Regions from separate parts of the Oryctolagus cuniculus genome. Here region 2 is linked to region 1. A link is a contact called in public Micro-C data. All regions are on one chromosome and are shown on one strand. The core of a region is the stretch at or near the end of the contact, and the rest is flanking DNA. Distances in the headings are between cores, read along the strand shown. Region 1 overlaps MAP3K20 (mitogen-activated protein kinase kinase kinase 20). Region 2 holds the start of MAP3K20 (mitogen-activated protein kinase kinase kinase 20).

Region 1 (7,257 bases), core at 4,513-7,012:
CCATCCTCCGCTGCTTTCCCAGGCCTTGAGCAGGGAGCTCAAGGATCAGAAGTAGAGCAGCCATTGCCCTTATGGGATGCCAGCATCGCGGATGGTGGTTTTACTTACCATGTCACAACACCAGCCCCTTAGTACTGTTTTTATTAAAGAATTATACATGCTTTTTAGCTATGTTAGTATTTTTATTTAGAGTCGTTATTATGTTTATTAGCACTGTATAATAAAGTTGCATATAATAAAGTCTGTCCTAGCCCTGTATGGACCCTGTTTTTAGTGTAGGATTTTGCAGAGCTTGACATGTTTAGGCATTAAAGAGAAATGCCTGCAGTTTGCAACTAATCCAGTACAAAGTGTAAGCAGACGTCTGCAGACTTGCTTTAAAACACTCAATTTCTACTGTGAAAATAGCATCATACTACCCTTTCCCTAATCTTGCAACCTGTCTTATGTCCAGTATGATATACAGAGTAAGTTTGATATTTTTTTTCTGAGGCTTAAAGGACAATTTTGCGTGAAATAATTTGCACTGAATTAGATTGCTACAACTACATCTATACTTGTAATTACATTTCAGTATGCAAAGCAGTTGTTGAATGTCTTAGTGGGGAACTTGGTACTGCATAATTACAGTTCTGAGGATGTACGTGTGTGCTGCGTGAGGTGGTATAAACCTCACTCCAGTGTTAGAGCCATGGAGTCTGCGTGTCCTTCACATGGAGTGGGCTGACTCTTCTTTAAGGCCAAAGGCATCTTCTGTTCCTGCAATGAAACAGACAAAGTTCAAGATTGGTTTTTGTTTCCTGGATTTCCCGAATTCGCTTTGTTCTGCTAAAACTGCGTCCTGCCCCGTGCATGCCCTGTGCCTGCCCTTCCAGCCTGCCCTCTGCTCACCTCCTCTCAACACAGCTTCCGCGCTGCCCTTCTCAGCAAGTGCTCTCTTCCCCTTGTCTTCCTACCCCATCACACCTGCCGTGGTTCCCCTTCTGATCCCAGCCCACACTTGCCGCTCCCTCCTCCAAACGGTAGTCTCAGTTCCTGCCTTACCTTGTTCTGTTAAGATAGCTCTTGCTAAATGCATTGCTAGCTCTACAGGGGACTGGAGCTACCTCTTATTGGTGTTTGTGTCCCTAACACATCTTACGTCAGTTTATCAAGTAGCTGCCCAGTTTGTTGCTGTGTGAATCAGCCAGATGGCAGGTCATGTCCTGAGAGGCCCAGGTCAGTTCTCTGCCTGGAAATACGAGGCTGTTCTGCCAGAGGTGGGTGCCAGTCCTGTGCACATACGTAGAGCAGTAGCTGATGGGTGTGCTCGGTTTTTTGTCAGTCCTCAAGCTTTAGGGTGTTAGCACCCAGGTTGTACTATTCAGGCCACCCACGGAACGGGTGTTCTCTTGCAGTGAGGAGGGGGGATGGGTGCACGCCAAAGTTGGAGGAGGGCAATGGGTCATCCCAGTGGCTTACACTGGGCGCCCAGACCATTCTGTCAAAGAGAAAGAAAAAGGAAAGGTGAATGTTGGTTCAAGCCCTGAAATGACACGCCTCAGTAAAGAAATAGTAATAGTTCAGCCCATGTGCTCACTTCCTAGGAAGGAAGGTGTGTGTCTTCCCTTGGGAGACGCCGAGTGTGGGAGCACAGACTCTGTCTATGACCTGCTCCCTGGGTGGGGCTGACCAGCTCCCTCTTTTCTGGAAGTCTCTCTAAGTCTATAAAGTGAAGGTAACAAATGGAGAAATAGTGTATGTAGATATAGTACATGTGGAAATGGTCCTTGTGATTTTTGTTTTCAGTAAGCAGGGCCCAGGTATCATGTGAGAGAAAGCTGAGTGCCTGTAGAGCAGCAGCCCGAGGTGCCGATGCACGGCCCTCTGCAGCCAGCACGCACGAGAGCCCACAGTGCTGTTGTTCTGAAACATTCACACCGGTCACTTTGTCTAAGGGCAGACTCCAGCTATAAAATTACAGTCTTTCTAGGGGTTCTCGTTCAATTATGAAGGTTTCACTGTATTTCAAGAATGATTATGAATATTATTCTGTAAAAATCCTTGAGTTTCTCCTGCTTTTCCTTACAAAATGAAAAATCCTTTATTATGTAATTAGTTCCTGTGCAAAAAAAAAATTTTTTTTTCTTTTAAAACCTGACACATGGTGGTAGAAATTAAGATGGAAATAGAGTTAAAGGAGACAGGATATTTTTCAAGTTTCCTGCTTAAGGCAGTTTTCTCTTAACTTACTAAAAAGCTGAATATATGCCAGTAGCATTTAGGTACTTATGCCGTCTCTTTAAAACACAGACACACACACACACACACACACACACAAGCATGTGCTCTTAAAAAGAGAAAAATAGTGGCCTAACTCCATAGCTCAGTTGTGTATTTCTGAGAAATGGGAAAATTGCTTTTCTTACTAATACAGGAGGCTCTCGGTCCTGAGAGCAAGCTACCTCAACATTGTTCTTTCTTGTTTTTGTGCGCCCAAATTAAAATGCATGTTTAATTGCTGCAACTGTAATTTGTTCAGAAATGGTATAATTACAAGGCATGTGAAGAGAGACTGTGCATCATCCTTTTATTCTCTTCCTCCGTTTTTGTTTTAACCTTTTGTCTCAACCTTGGCTGGAGTCTAAGGAGAGAGACGAGGATAGCTAGTGTGAGCTGAAGAAATGTACTTCCCACTGCCTCCCGCCCTGCTGAGCAGCGTCTCCCGGTGTCCCGCACGGAGGCTCATCCTAATGTGGGATAAACATTGAGAGCAGTGACTTTAAAATTGGAGGATCTTTTTCCTAACCAGCTGAAATTGGGAAATTTTATTCCAGAAGTCATCAATTTGGAATTAGATTTTTTCTGCCAACATTTTTTTTTAAGATTTATTTATTTATTTATTTGAAAGTGTTGGGGCCAGCGCTGTGGTGTATCAGGAAGAGCCCACTGCCTGCAGTGCCAGCATCCCATGTGGGCACCAGTTTGAGTCCCGGCTGCTCCACTTCCAATCCAGCTCTCTGCTATGGCCTGGGAAAGCAGTGGACAATGGCCCAAGTGCTCCCGGCTCCTGGCTTCAGATTGGCGCAGCTCCAGCTGTTGCTGCCATCTGGGGAGTGAACCAGAGGATGAAAGACCTCTCTCTTTCTCTTTCTCTCTCTCTCTCTGCCTCTCCTTCTCTCTGTGTGTAACTCTTTCAAGTAAATAAATAAATCTTTAAAAAAAGAAAGAGAAAGAGTTGCACAGAGAGAGAAGGAGAGGCGGAGAGAGAGAGGTCTTCCATCCACTAGTTCACTCCCCAGTTGGCTGCAGTGGCCGGAGCTGTGCCGATCCAAAGCCAGGAGCCAGGAGCTTCCTCCAGGTCTCCCATGTGAGTACAGGAGCCCAAGGACGTGGGCCATCTTCTGCTGCTTTCCCAGGCCATAGCAGAGAACTGGATTGGAAGTAGAGCAGCCAGGTCTTGGCGCCCATATGGGATGCTGGCACTGCAGGCAGCAGCCTTACCCACTGTGCCAGAGCGCCAGTCCCCTGCCAACATTTTTTATAAAACATACAAAAATTTAAAGAATTGTACAGCAGGGGCCGACGCTGTGGTGCAGCAAGTAAAGCTGCTGCCTGTAGTACCGGCATCCCATATGGGCGCTGGTTCGAGGCCCGGCTGCTCCACTTCCTGCTCAGCTCTCTGCTGTGGCCTGGGAAGGCAGTAGAGGACGGCCCAAGCCCTTGGGCCCCTGCACCCACGTGGGAGACCCGGAAGAAGCTCCTGGCTCCTGGCTTCGGACTGGCCCAGATCCGGCTGTTGTGGCCATCTGGGGAGTGAAACAGCGGATGGAAGACTTCCTTCTCTTTGCCTCTGCCTCTCTGTAACTCTACCTTTCAAATAAATAAATAAATCTTTAAAAAAAAAAAAAAAGAATTGTACAGCAAACACCAAGAACACCAAGATACTCAGACTCCCATTAACTTTTTACCAGTTTTATCACATAGATGTTTTTAAGGACTAATTTTTTTCCTTTGAGGAGCCCTTAATCATACCCAAAGAGAACTTCTACCTGGAGAAAAACACTAATTATCCCAAGCTTAGGCCACATGGATAGAAAAACAACATCAGAATCTATTCCTTCTCCTTTTAAATTTTTATTTATTTCCATTTTATTTGAAAGGCAGATAAATGGAGATAAAGAGACAGACACACAGAGCTCTTCCATCTGCTGGTTCACTCCCCAGATGCCTGCAACAGCCTCAGCTAAGCCAGGTCCAAGCCAAGAGACTGGAATTCAATCAGGTCTCGCACGTGGGTGGCTGGAACCCAAGTACTTGAGCCGTCACCTGCTGCCTCCCAGGGTGCATATGTTCTTCAGCATAAGTAATCCAAAATATGGAATCTGCTGTAAATAACGTTGTGTCACGTTTCCTTTCGCCCGCCCGGTGGGCTGAGCTGGGTATGACCGTGCCTGTGGGTGCCTGTGTCTTCTCTAAAGCTCTCCTGCTTAAGGCCCAGTATGTGACTCTCTCCCCTTTTGCAGAAACGGCCGTCGTTCAAGCAGATCATTGCCATCCTGGAGTCCATGCGCAATGACACGAGCCTTCCTGACCAGTGCAACTCGTTCCTGCACAACAAGGCAGAGTGGAGGTGGGTGGTCCTGGCGCTGCAGCCCGGCCACAGAGCCCTGGCTGACAGTCCTGCTGGCTGCGCGTGGCTTAGGGAAAACAATGTTTTAGACCTTTGGAGAGGAGACCTGGTGAGCCCTCCCTCTCACACGGAAGCAAGAGGGAGAGTCTGCGTTGTCTGACTGCATCCCTCAGTGTTTGGAAAGAATACTGAAATCCTGGCTTCTGAGACAAACGCTGGTGAGCAGCCCGTCCCCGTCCCCATCCCCGCTCTGGCCTGTGTCCAGTAAAGTAAGAGAGGAAAACTGTGCAGGCCTTGAAATGCGCGGGCGCCAGATCTGCTGCTGGAGAGGGCAAGGGCACTGTAAAAACACTTGTAAAAGAAAACTTGGGCCCTTATAAATCCTATCAAATGTTGTGAAGTGCAGAACAAACTTCGGAACGAGAGAACCGTCTTGTATGAGTGGAAAAAGTAAGCCCAGGCTAGCCCGTCCGAGCCAGCTCACATGATGCACGTATAAATAGCATGTTTGGGAGCTGACACCACTGCTGCCCTGACTCAGCAGAGGTGGGAGTAACCTCAACTCTGCTCCGAGGCAGTAATGTGAGGCCTTACGCCATCTGCTGATGCTGGCTGAACACTGCATGCAGGTTGAAAACCACCAGGTTGTGGACTCCTGTTGTCCCAAGTCTCCTTGGGCTTCCTGTTTGGTATTTTACAGTCACACTATGTATGCTTATTCCTTTGAAAGATCTCCCTAGGGCGAGTGAGTTAAGTGAATTATTACTTAGGGCTACAAAAGTAACACCGTGAAGTCAAGTCTAGTCCTAAGAGACAATTTTTAGGCTGAAATAATTAAAAAAGCAAAACATTTGTTTCCTGCAGTAAGAGATCAGTGACTGTGTAATCGGATCACTTCCCATCAGAACCCTCGTATGGGTTCCAATCACTCGTAAGATGAAGGGAAAGATACTTAACAGGACTTTGGAGACTGAATGAGGCCATCTGGGTTTTGGCCCCAATGGCCTTAGCTTAAGATCATGGTCCTATTCCACGCTTGCCCTCCCTCTGCAGGGGGGCTTTGCAGATACAGTTTCCCCTCTTTAAAGCCCACCCCTGTGCAGCTGCACACCACCCCTGAGGCTCCGGTAGCTGAGATAACACAACAGGCCAAGTCCTGCCTTCCGCACTCCGAGAGCGTGTCTCCTCCTCAGCCCCGCCCTTGCCCTCTGTGGGTAGTTGTTGAACTATGTCCCCCTGTTGCTTGCACTCACCACTGTCCCTGCAGCTCCTAGAACATGCTGGAAACACAGCTGTTGCTTGGTCAATACGTACGAGGACAGAGGAAGAGAATGCCTTGTTGGTAATGATATGAAAGGATGGTGTTATACAGCAGCACATAACCCTGTAGGGCCATTTGTCTGCCATGACAAGCACCCAGGTTGTATTTGTTTGTTCAGCATCCATTGTGCTTCTGCTGGTGCCGCCCAGGTGCCGGGCCGGAGCCATGAGCACAGGATGCTTGTCACAGCGTGTCCAGTTGCCAAACTGCTAAATGGAAACCCACACATAGCTACTGGACAGGCGTCGCAGCTGAGAAGCGCCGGACGCCTGAGAGCACAGGCCCACACCATCTGATCTGGGCCGAGGCTGCTGTGAAAGCCTTCCCCAAGGAAGTGCCATTCGATCTGTTATCCCAAGGGTCAGTGGGATATTAATACCCTTGCGACAGGGAGTCTTTAAAAGTATGGCAACAGAGCATCAGTCAGGAGGAAAGTCGCTTGCTCTCCACGTGAAAATCTTAAAGCCTACATATGGCCAAAAACAGTGCCCTCAGAAATCGGGTCCAAGACAGATGACAGCTGCTGTCACAGCTCTTCCCCACGTACGACCATTCCCATAGGTTTTGGTCTCAGGACTCTTTTACGTTCTTAGAATTACAGTGGACTCCAAAGAACCTTTGTTATCATGACCTGCATCTGCCAGTGTTTACCACATTCACGATGAGAATCGAGAAAAAACTTAAATATGTGTTGATTCATTGAAACTACACACAGTGACACAGCACGCTTTTGCATTCAGTCTGCGTCACTTGCGCACGCAGGGAACCTGTGGGAGACCGAACGCTTTTAGAGGATGAGAGCGGAACAGGCGACCCCTGTCTAGTGATATTCTGAAAACAGCGTAACTCCAAGAATCTTCTGGAAGGTCTCATGGGTCCCCAGAGCAACACTGAAAACCTCTGTCACAGACAAAGAGTTTTTTTATTTAAAATAACATTTTAGAGGTGTGGATTGTGGCTGAGTGGGGTTAGCTACTGCTTGAGACCCATCCCATATTGGAGAGCCTGGTTGGAGTCCTAGCCACTCCATGCTTCCAATTCAGCTTCCTGAAATACGCACCTGGGAGGCAGCAGATGATGGTTCAGGTACTTGGGTCCCTGCCACCCTGTGGGAGATGCAGTTGGAATTCCTGGCTCCTGGCTTGGGCCTGGCCAAACCCTGGTGTTATAGGGATTTGGGAAGTGAACCAATGGATAGAAGATCTCTCTGCCCTCTGCCTTTCAAATAAATAAATCTTTAAAAATGAAAAATAAAGTAGCCTTTTACTAAAACACTAAAGGACATGAAAATGCAGACCTAGCGATGCTCAAGTTGTTGGGTACC
Region 2 (7,355 bases), core at 2,487-4,986, 120 kb before region 1:
GACACTGTTAATCTTTAAAAATTTGGATAATAGTTTTTTTAGTAAAACATGTTATATATGTTAGCATAAGTGGGCTTATTGTGTTTTAAATGAGTTAATATTTAATTTTTTAAAAATATTACTTTATTTGAAAGGCAGACTGACACAGAAGAGACATAGAGATCTTGTGTCTTCTGTTTCACTCCCCAAATGCCCACCACAGCCAGGGCTGGGCCAGGCCAGAGCCGAGGATCAGGAACTCCATCTGGGTCTTCTACATGAGTGGCAAATGCATGAGCATCGTCGGCTGCCTCTTGAGTGTAGGACTGGGAAGCTGGATGGAAAGCAGAGCAGCTAGGACTTGAGCCAGACACGTTGATGTGAATGCGGGTGTCACAAGCCCCAGCTTGGCCAGCTGTGCCACAACACCTGCCCCTTCCATTTTCATTTCCATGATAAATGTTGACAGGGGTAGCTCACACAAACAAAAACCAGTTGACACCTTTCTTTGGAGTATAAAGAAATCCTGAGAGCAAAACGCTGGGGAACGGCTTGAACTAAAAGAACAAGCCCTGCTGGTTACCTCCTGCACCCTGAAGGCAGGCAAGCTGTGCACGCTTCTCAAGGCTTTCTCCTGCCCTATGGTGTGGGTGACGTGCAAGCTGCCTGGCAGTGTGAAGACTAGATGGCAAGAGCGTGTAAAACTGTTATTGGGTGCACGGCATTTGAATACTCAGTCAATATTGGCCGTGTCTGTCATCATCATGAGTATGTCACTGCTGCCACTATCGCTGCCACACAAGGACTATTGCTCTGGTGGTGTCGTTCCTTGGGGTCTGCATTTGCTGGTCCCTGTGCCCGGCATACTTCCCCTTCCTTGTTGTCCAGCGGATCCTCTTCGTTCTTCCTGTATCAGCATAGAGCTTCTTTGAGTTGGCAGTCTTCATCAACCTCTCAAAACTGTTTGGTGCTCTCCTGTAAGCCCCTCACCCTTGCCTGCTGCAGAGCACACCTCAATACAATTGCTGTGTCTTTGCTGGCTTTTCCATTGCACTCTGGGAACTCTGGAAGAGGAGGGACCACACCTCCCTCACCACTGTCATCAACAAAGCTCAGCGCTGTGCCCTACAGTCAGTCAAGTCTTCTTGAATACATTTTGCAAAATCTCCAATACGCTTCCTGCCCTTCCGCTGCTGTCGTGCCCCAGGACACCCAACGAAGGTGGTATCCAAGTCTTCCTGAGAATCTCTGTAACAGCTAAGCTCAAACAGTAACCAGGGCTTCATTTATGATATTAAGGTACTGGCTACTAATCTTAAAGGATGTTTGCTTGTGTGTTTTAATTTCCCAGTGATTCAGAGTTGTACTGACCTTGGTATAAAAGCTGGTTAATTCGTGGCTGTGATGCAGACAGTAAGTATTCACCATCTAAGTTGGAGAAGTGAGATGGCTAGAGAAAGTCCTCCTGGGTGCCAGCCTGTACCAGAGCTTGTCACCACCTGGGGCAAGGGAGCATAAACAATGCTGTTTGCCTCTGAGCCCCTTTCTTTCTGTCTTGAATAGAATGTATGTCTGCACTTCTCTGATCCACTAATGGCTGGTGGCAGCTCCAGGGTTTCCAGTGAAGAGGGGCTTAGGGAGAACAGTATCCTTGAGTGGGGCTTAGGAGCTTTTCCCTAAAGCTGTATTTACACAGTAAACACACTGGTTTAACTTAGATCGCAAGTTGATTTTGCAGGGTGTTCTTGGATGTAAGAGGGTGTGAAGAACTTCCAAGCCACCCCACTGCCCAGAGCACGTCTATTTTTAGTGTGGAAACATTTGAAGTAAAGGAATAGGAAGGTTTGCTAAGATAGGTCTGACTAGATCTCTTTGTTAGCACTGTTTATGTTAGTAAATGTACCTGTTATCTGCCAGGTGAGAAGTAGCAAAGAAACCTTCAACATGGTTTGTCACTGATGGGAAGAAGCCCTAGTCTGCATTTATCAGAACAATGTAGTCATAAGGGAGCAGGCAGCTTGGCAAAAGAAAGGTCAGGCTAGAAGCTGGAAGCTTATCACACAATTATTGGGTGTTTATTCCAGCTCTGGACAGAGACAAGAGACCTTTGGGAATTTACAACCTACTTGGGAAGACAAGACAATGCCTGCCGGATGACCAGGCAAGCATGTCTGAGAGCCTCCTCTTTGGCGTTCCTTGCTCCTCATAGTTATTCTTTGATCCTAATTATGGGTGGAAAGGAGAAGGAAGGAAGATGGGTAGGACGGAGCGGTAAAGTGGCCAAAAAGTTTAAGCTTCTGAAGCCATGAGCTTCAAATGTGAAGCCTTCATCATTTTATAGCTGGAACCTGCAGCTAACAGCTCATTAGGCCCCCTCGCTTCGCCAAGCAGGAGCCAGGCCTAGGCAGCAAGTGCCCCGCTGGTAACTGCTAGGACTCAGACCACAGCCAGGTCCCCTGGCTCCCCAACCCTCTCCTGGTCAGGTGCCTTGGAAGGTAAGGTAAAATGCCTGCAGAATCCCTAAGCCTGAGCCCAGGCTGAACGTGCTGAAGTGCCTTTGTTTTCCCTTTTATGGTTAGATGGCTTCAACAATTATTTGATTACCTACATTAGGAACTTTTTGTTAGCCTGACAGTTTTTATCAATCCTAATTTCTCAGTTACCAAAATAGAATTTAATAATCCTAAAATCTTCAGTCTGTATCAAAGGGATAAAGAGTTGTGTTTTTCCTGACCTATACATTCGCCTGTTCCTCCACTGCACGTCCTTAGCCTCCATGGATGTCTTGCAAGCTGCACAACAGTGCTCTTGGCCAGTGTTCTGAATGCCAGTGTGGTGTTTCGGCTGCTGCATCTCTACCTGGTTTTCCTTTGGTGACCTCAAACTTGGCAAAAAGCCAGCGTCCCCTGTTCCTATTCCTGTCAGTGACACCATCCCTCTTCCAGTCACCCAGGCCTGAAACCCTGGCGTCCTCTCCCTCTCTCCTTGTCTTCCACATGTCCTGGGTCACGCCTCTTCCTGAAACAGGTCTCTCGATGTTTCTCCTCTTCAATTCCAGCTTGCACACTCTGCCTCAGGTCCTCACCATCCCACCACCAGGTCACAGCAACAGTCGCACTGCTGTGCCTCCCCCTAGCAACCCACTGCACAGCCACAGCCGACTGCGCTAAACCCCCACTAAGCTAAAAACACAAACAGCCACCTCCCCCTCGACTCGCTTTGCACAATTCCCCCGTGTTCACGGGTGAGAAAAGTCAAGATCGAAACCCGGGACAGCTTGGCTTACGCCTTCACCACCTGTCTGGCCTGTCCCCCTACGGAAACATCGCGCTCCCCACAATTCACAATCACTCGCCGTGGTCCCCAGCGTCCACTCCCACCTGGCTCTGTCTCCTCAACCTGGACTCCTCAGAATTGCGGGGGTACTCACGGGTGGTTCCACGGAGGCGGCTGGGGCCCCGTTTCCCCCCGGGAAGCTCTGTGCGAGTCTGGCCCTTCCCCACTACAGCACTGACTTCCCCGGCGCCCCAGCGCCTATGTCTGCGGTCGGGATAAGGTGGTGCCCAGCGAAAGGGCCAGCGCGCTGCTCCGGGCGTCCCGGGCCTCGGCAGGCTCCAGCGCGCCGAGGGGCGGGCGCCGGCGATCGGGCCCGGAGGCCCGGGCGTGCCGGGGAGGGCCGGCGCGCGGCCGTTCCGCGCTCGGAGGTAGGTGGTGCTGTTGCGGCCACTGTGCTGCTCATTGGCGCCGCGCGGAGAGGCGGAATGTTCAACTCCTGACTCCGGCGGAAGCGTGGGAGCCGCGCGGGCCGCCGTCCTCCCGACCCCCGCCGCCGCCCTCGTCGCGCGGGGCTCCGCGCCCCCGGCTGCTGCTCGCGTCCGGCCCGGGAGCCAGGTAGGGGGCCAGGCTGCAGGCCGCGGACCGAGGGAGGGACGGAGGGAGAGGGCCCCGCCGCGCTCGCGAAGTCGTCCCGGTGGCTCCGGGCCGAGGGAGGCCCTGCTAAGGGCCAGGGGACCCAGCCGGACTGCAGGTCCCCACGGGGCGCCTCTTCCGGCCCCCGGGGGCCGCCGGGCCGCGGTGTGTGGAGCCAGCGATCCCGGGGCCCGCGCCGGCCCGCGGCCGAGTGCGGCTCCGGGAAGTTGGGGCCGGTCCCACGGAAAAGTTGGCGTCCGGAAGAGCCGGGCGCAGGCCGGGGCGGCCCGGGCTTAGGCGGCGCGGGCAGGGGGCGCCCTCCGGCCCCGCTGGCCGGGCCCGGGGCTCCGGCCGGCCGTACGGGCGGAGCCGGCCGGGCGGAGAGTGACCGGGGAACTCTCGGTGGGGGGCGAAAGGCGAGTCTCCCGAATCCGGGCCGGCTGCGGGCCCCTTCCCACGGACGGACGGGCGGGCGTGCGTGGGTGCGAGGACAGACAGCCGACTTCTGCTTCCCTGTGAGACTCGGCCGCGAGCGGCGGCTCCCACCCGAGCGACCTCTTCCCCTGCCCTTCCGGCCGCGTCCCGGGCCGCGTGCGGCGCCCGCCCGCCGCGGCTCCCTCCCGGCTCCCACTGAGGCGCGGGGCGCGTGGGCTCCGAGACCTGCACCGGGTCCGCAGCGGTCCGCCGAGGTCCCCCCGCCACGCCTGGCTGGCTCATGACAGCTCCAGGAAAACTTTGATTCAGAGCCGTCGAAATGTCATCGAGCCGCCTAAAAAAGGCAAAAATAAAAAATAAAAAAAACAACGGGGCGCCGCTGTTGGGTTGCTGGAAACGTACGTTTCGCCTGCTCCTTGAGATTGCCGCATAAGCACCGTTTCTGGGGGAACTTAGTTACTATTTTGGGCAGTTTGATAATGAAAGCAGCAGCGTTTGGTGGCCCACGGCAGCGACGGTGCGGCAGCCCGCTCCCTCGAGTCCCGGTGCAGGGGCTTCGGCCCGGCGCACCCGGGACGTTTGGGCTGGGACGCGGCTGAAGGTGTCCCCCGCCCTGCTCGGGGGCCTCCTTGCTCTCCTGACCTTCGCTGAAGCCAGGCTTCGTGGAGCCAAACCTACAAACGCGTTGAGAGACAAAAATAAACCAGTGATTCAAGACCGGCTAATGTCTTCTTTGTAGTAGGCCTCTCTCTCTGCAGTGGCATTTCTTGTTGTTGTTGTTTTTTTCCCACCTCATCCCCCCTACCCCCCAAATGTGACGGCTGTGCTTTAATTATGGTTTTGGTCATTTGTGGAGAGCCTTTGTTTTAAATTCTTGTTACAATAGTGAGCGATTTGGGAGCTTGCAAATGAATATGAATTTCATTTGTTTGAAAAGAGAGCATTAAAATAAAAGAAACAGTCTTTTGGAGGATGTGCTCTAGTTATTTTGGGCCTCCACCATTTAATTCCTCCTATAACTTCAGGATTATTTTGAGGGTTTTTGTTTTTGAACTGAAAAATGTTGTTTAAAACAAGTTTTAGTGGTAGTAATTGCAGAGTAAATCACCAAACTACAATGGCAAGGGGATGTGCTTTTCTTGTTTAGGAAGCAAACTAGATGATGGATTTCTTATTCTTTTAGGGAATGCATAAGGACACATTGAAGAGAGAGACACAGGGAAAGTAGTATCCAAATATTCAGCATGTGGATTTGGATCTAAAAATGGATGGTCAAAGATCTTGGGAACTAAGGGACCTTCTTGCCAAATAAGGAAACCTGGCAAGTTGCTCTGTGTATTTTAAGTCAGCACAAGAGTGAGTGCTATTGGCAATACATTGGCTCCCTGCCTATCTGCAGTGAGCACTGAAGCTGACTCGGAGAGGGCTGCAGGCTTAGGAGCAGGAGTTAGCAAGGGCGCGCAGTGGAGAAGCGAGTCATCAGCAGAAACATGCAAGAAATGACAGCGATGTTGCACGAAAGGGGTCAGATAAAGTGCGTGCGCAGCGAGAGAGCGAAGCGAACCGTTGGTTTCAGAAATTGAGAGATGCAGAAAAGAGAGAGGGGGACAATCCATGGTCATGTGTTTTTTTTTTTTAACCACAAAAAGATGTATGTGGTGATATGTTATTCTTGAATAAATTGCCTTATATCTGTATCCTGAGATGTCAGAAAAAAAAATCAACTAGGGTCATTTGCTTTCTATTTTATTCTACCCAGGACAGATTGACAGGGGCGCTGTGGCTTGTCTGAGTGTAATAGGAGCAGCCAAGGCCCTTCGTGTCTTACTGTAGGGAAGATTTAGGCTACTTCTAGTGTGGCTATTAACCTTGCCCCGCTACACACAAGTAAGCAGAGTTCCAGCTGTGCCCGGAAAACTGCACCTGTTAAGGAAAGAGAGCTGTAAATGCTAGAGCTTAGATTGGTTTGACTGATCCGTGGGTGCTTTTGTGTCAGACTCCTACGGACAGCTGGAGCATCGATTAGGCCCTAACAGCAGTGAAATTATCTCAACACAGCAGAAGATTCTATGAGAACAGAGCAGCCACTCATTTGACACCCTAAGCCCATTGTCACAATTGCTAATAGGAAATTAACACTTCATACTGACCTAGAGGTGTATAGGCAGCTATCGGGTAATTAGTGTAATAGAAAAGGGTCTTGTTTAAAGAAAGGCAAATAAGGGAAAGTCTAAGGAGGCTGCAGAATGAAACAATGGCAAAAGACTTGCAGTGAAAAAAAGAATCTGTCTTTGGTATCAGACCTGTGTGTGAATCTCAGTTGTGTTGCTAGCAAGCCAGGGAGTCAGCGCAAGCAGCCTTCGCAGCCTTGGTCCTCAGCTTCCCCACGTATTAGTTGGGGGCCTACATGAACGCTGTGAGAGCCGTGCCTGAAGCCTCAGCCACTGTGGCTGCGTGGTGGCGCAGGGTGTTCTTGCACACCTCTCAAGCCTCACACAGAAAGCCGCCCGCCTCGCCTGTCTCCCGGATCCTATGGAAGTGTGCGTGCAGGGACTCGATGGGAAGCTCTCATGACTACTCTGTGCTTTGAGTATAAGGGGTTTGCAACGGCTTCCTGTACCTCTGTGCTTATACACAGTTTTGCGGTGTTTGGGCCTGGGGGAGAATGCGAAGATGAACCCGTTTACACGTCTGTCTGAGAGATCTGGAAGTCATGTGAGCCAGGAAAGATTCTGACCCAGAGGCCAGCCCTGGAATCCCCTGGGGTCCTTCTCGGTGCTTGTGAGCACAGCTGGCCTTGGGCAAAATGCTTCCTTCTGATTCATCTCTAGACTTCATGTAGGAAAACCAAAGAGGAGGGAAGGGTTGCCGTCTGCAGGTCGTACAGTAAATTTTTGCATCTCGAGCTTTTCTACCAGAGTATCTTATTATGGAGAAGAAGGAATCTGTTCCCTCAAGAAACTGTACATCTACATGCCCACCGTGGAAGGCAGCACTTCAGAATCTTGCATTGGAACATTAAAATATTTAAA

What was found. A called contact is a pair of places that touch in the nucleus more often than the background predicts.
Region 2: a contact with region 1 is called in a Micro-C map of ear pinna, with 5 times the contacts expected there. The contact joins the promoter of MAP3K20 here to the enhancer-like site in region 1. A contact is called at or near these places in 2 of 6 Hi-C or Micro-C datasets (ear pinna and psoas muscle).

Annotation. Positions count from the first base shown.
Region 1 is chr3:67,921,481-67,928,737 of mOryCun1.1, reverse strand. MAP3K20 (mitogen-activated protein kinase kinase kinase 20) reads left to right here. Exons shown (of 20, transcript XM_008258756.4): 10 at 4,506-4,612. Among named protein-coding and RNA genes, the nearest start is that of MAP3K20, 120 kb to the left of the region's middle. Within about 2 kb of position 5,762, at least 5 of the 8 cell types and tissues checked have an H3K27ac peak or open chromatin away from gene starts, as enhancers often do. A contact at or near this core is called in ear pinna, where this site is marked.
Region 2 is chr3:68,039,118-68,046,472 of mOryCun1.1, reverse strand. MAP3K20 (mitogen-activated protein kinase kinase kinase 20) reads left to right here and starts at 3,736. Exons shown (of 20, transcript XM_008258756.4): 1 at 3,736-3,870. It overlaps LOC127491525 (translation initiation factor IF-2), which reads right to left. Exons shown (of 5, transcript XM_070069878.1): 3 at 4,278-4,657; 4 at 3,410-4,180; 5 at 1-886. The coding sequence ends at 765.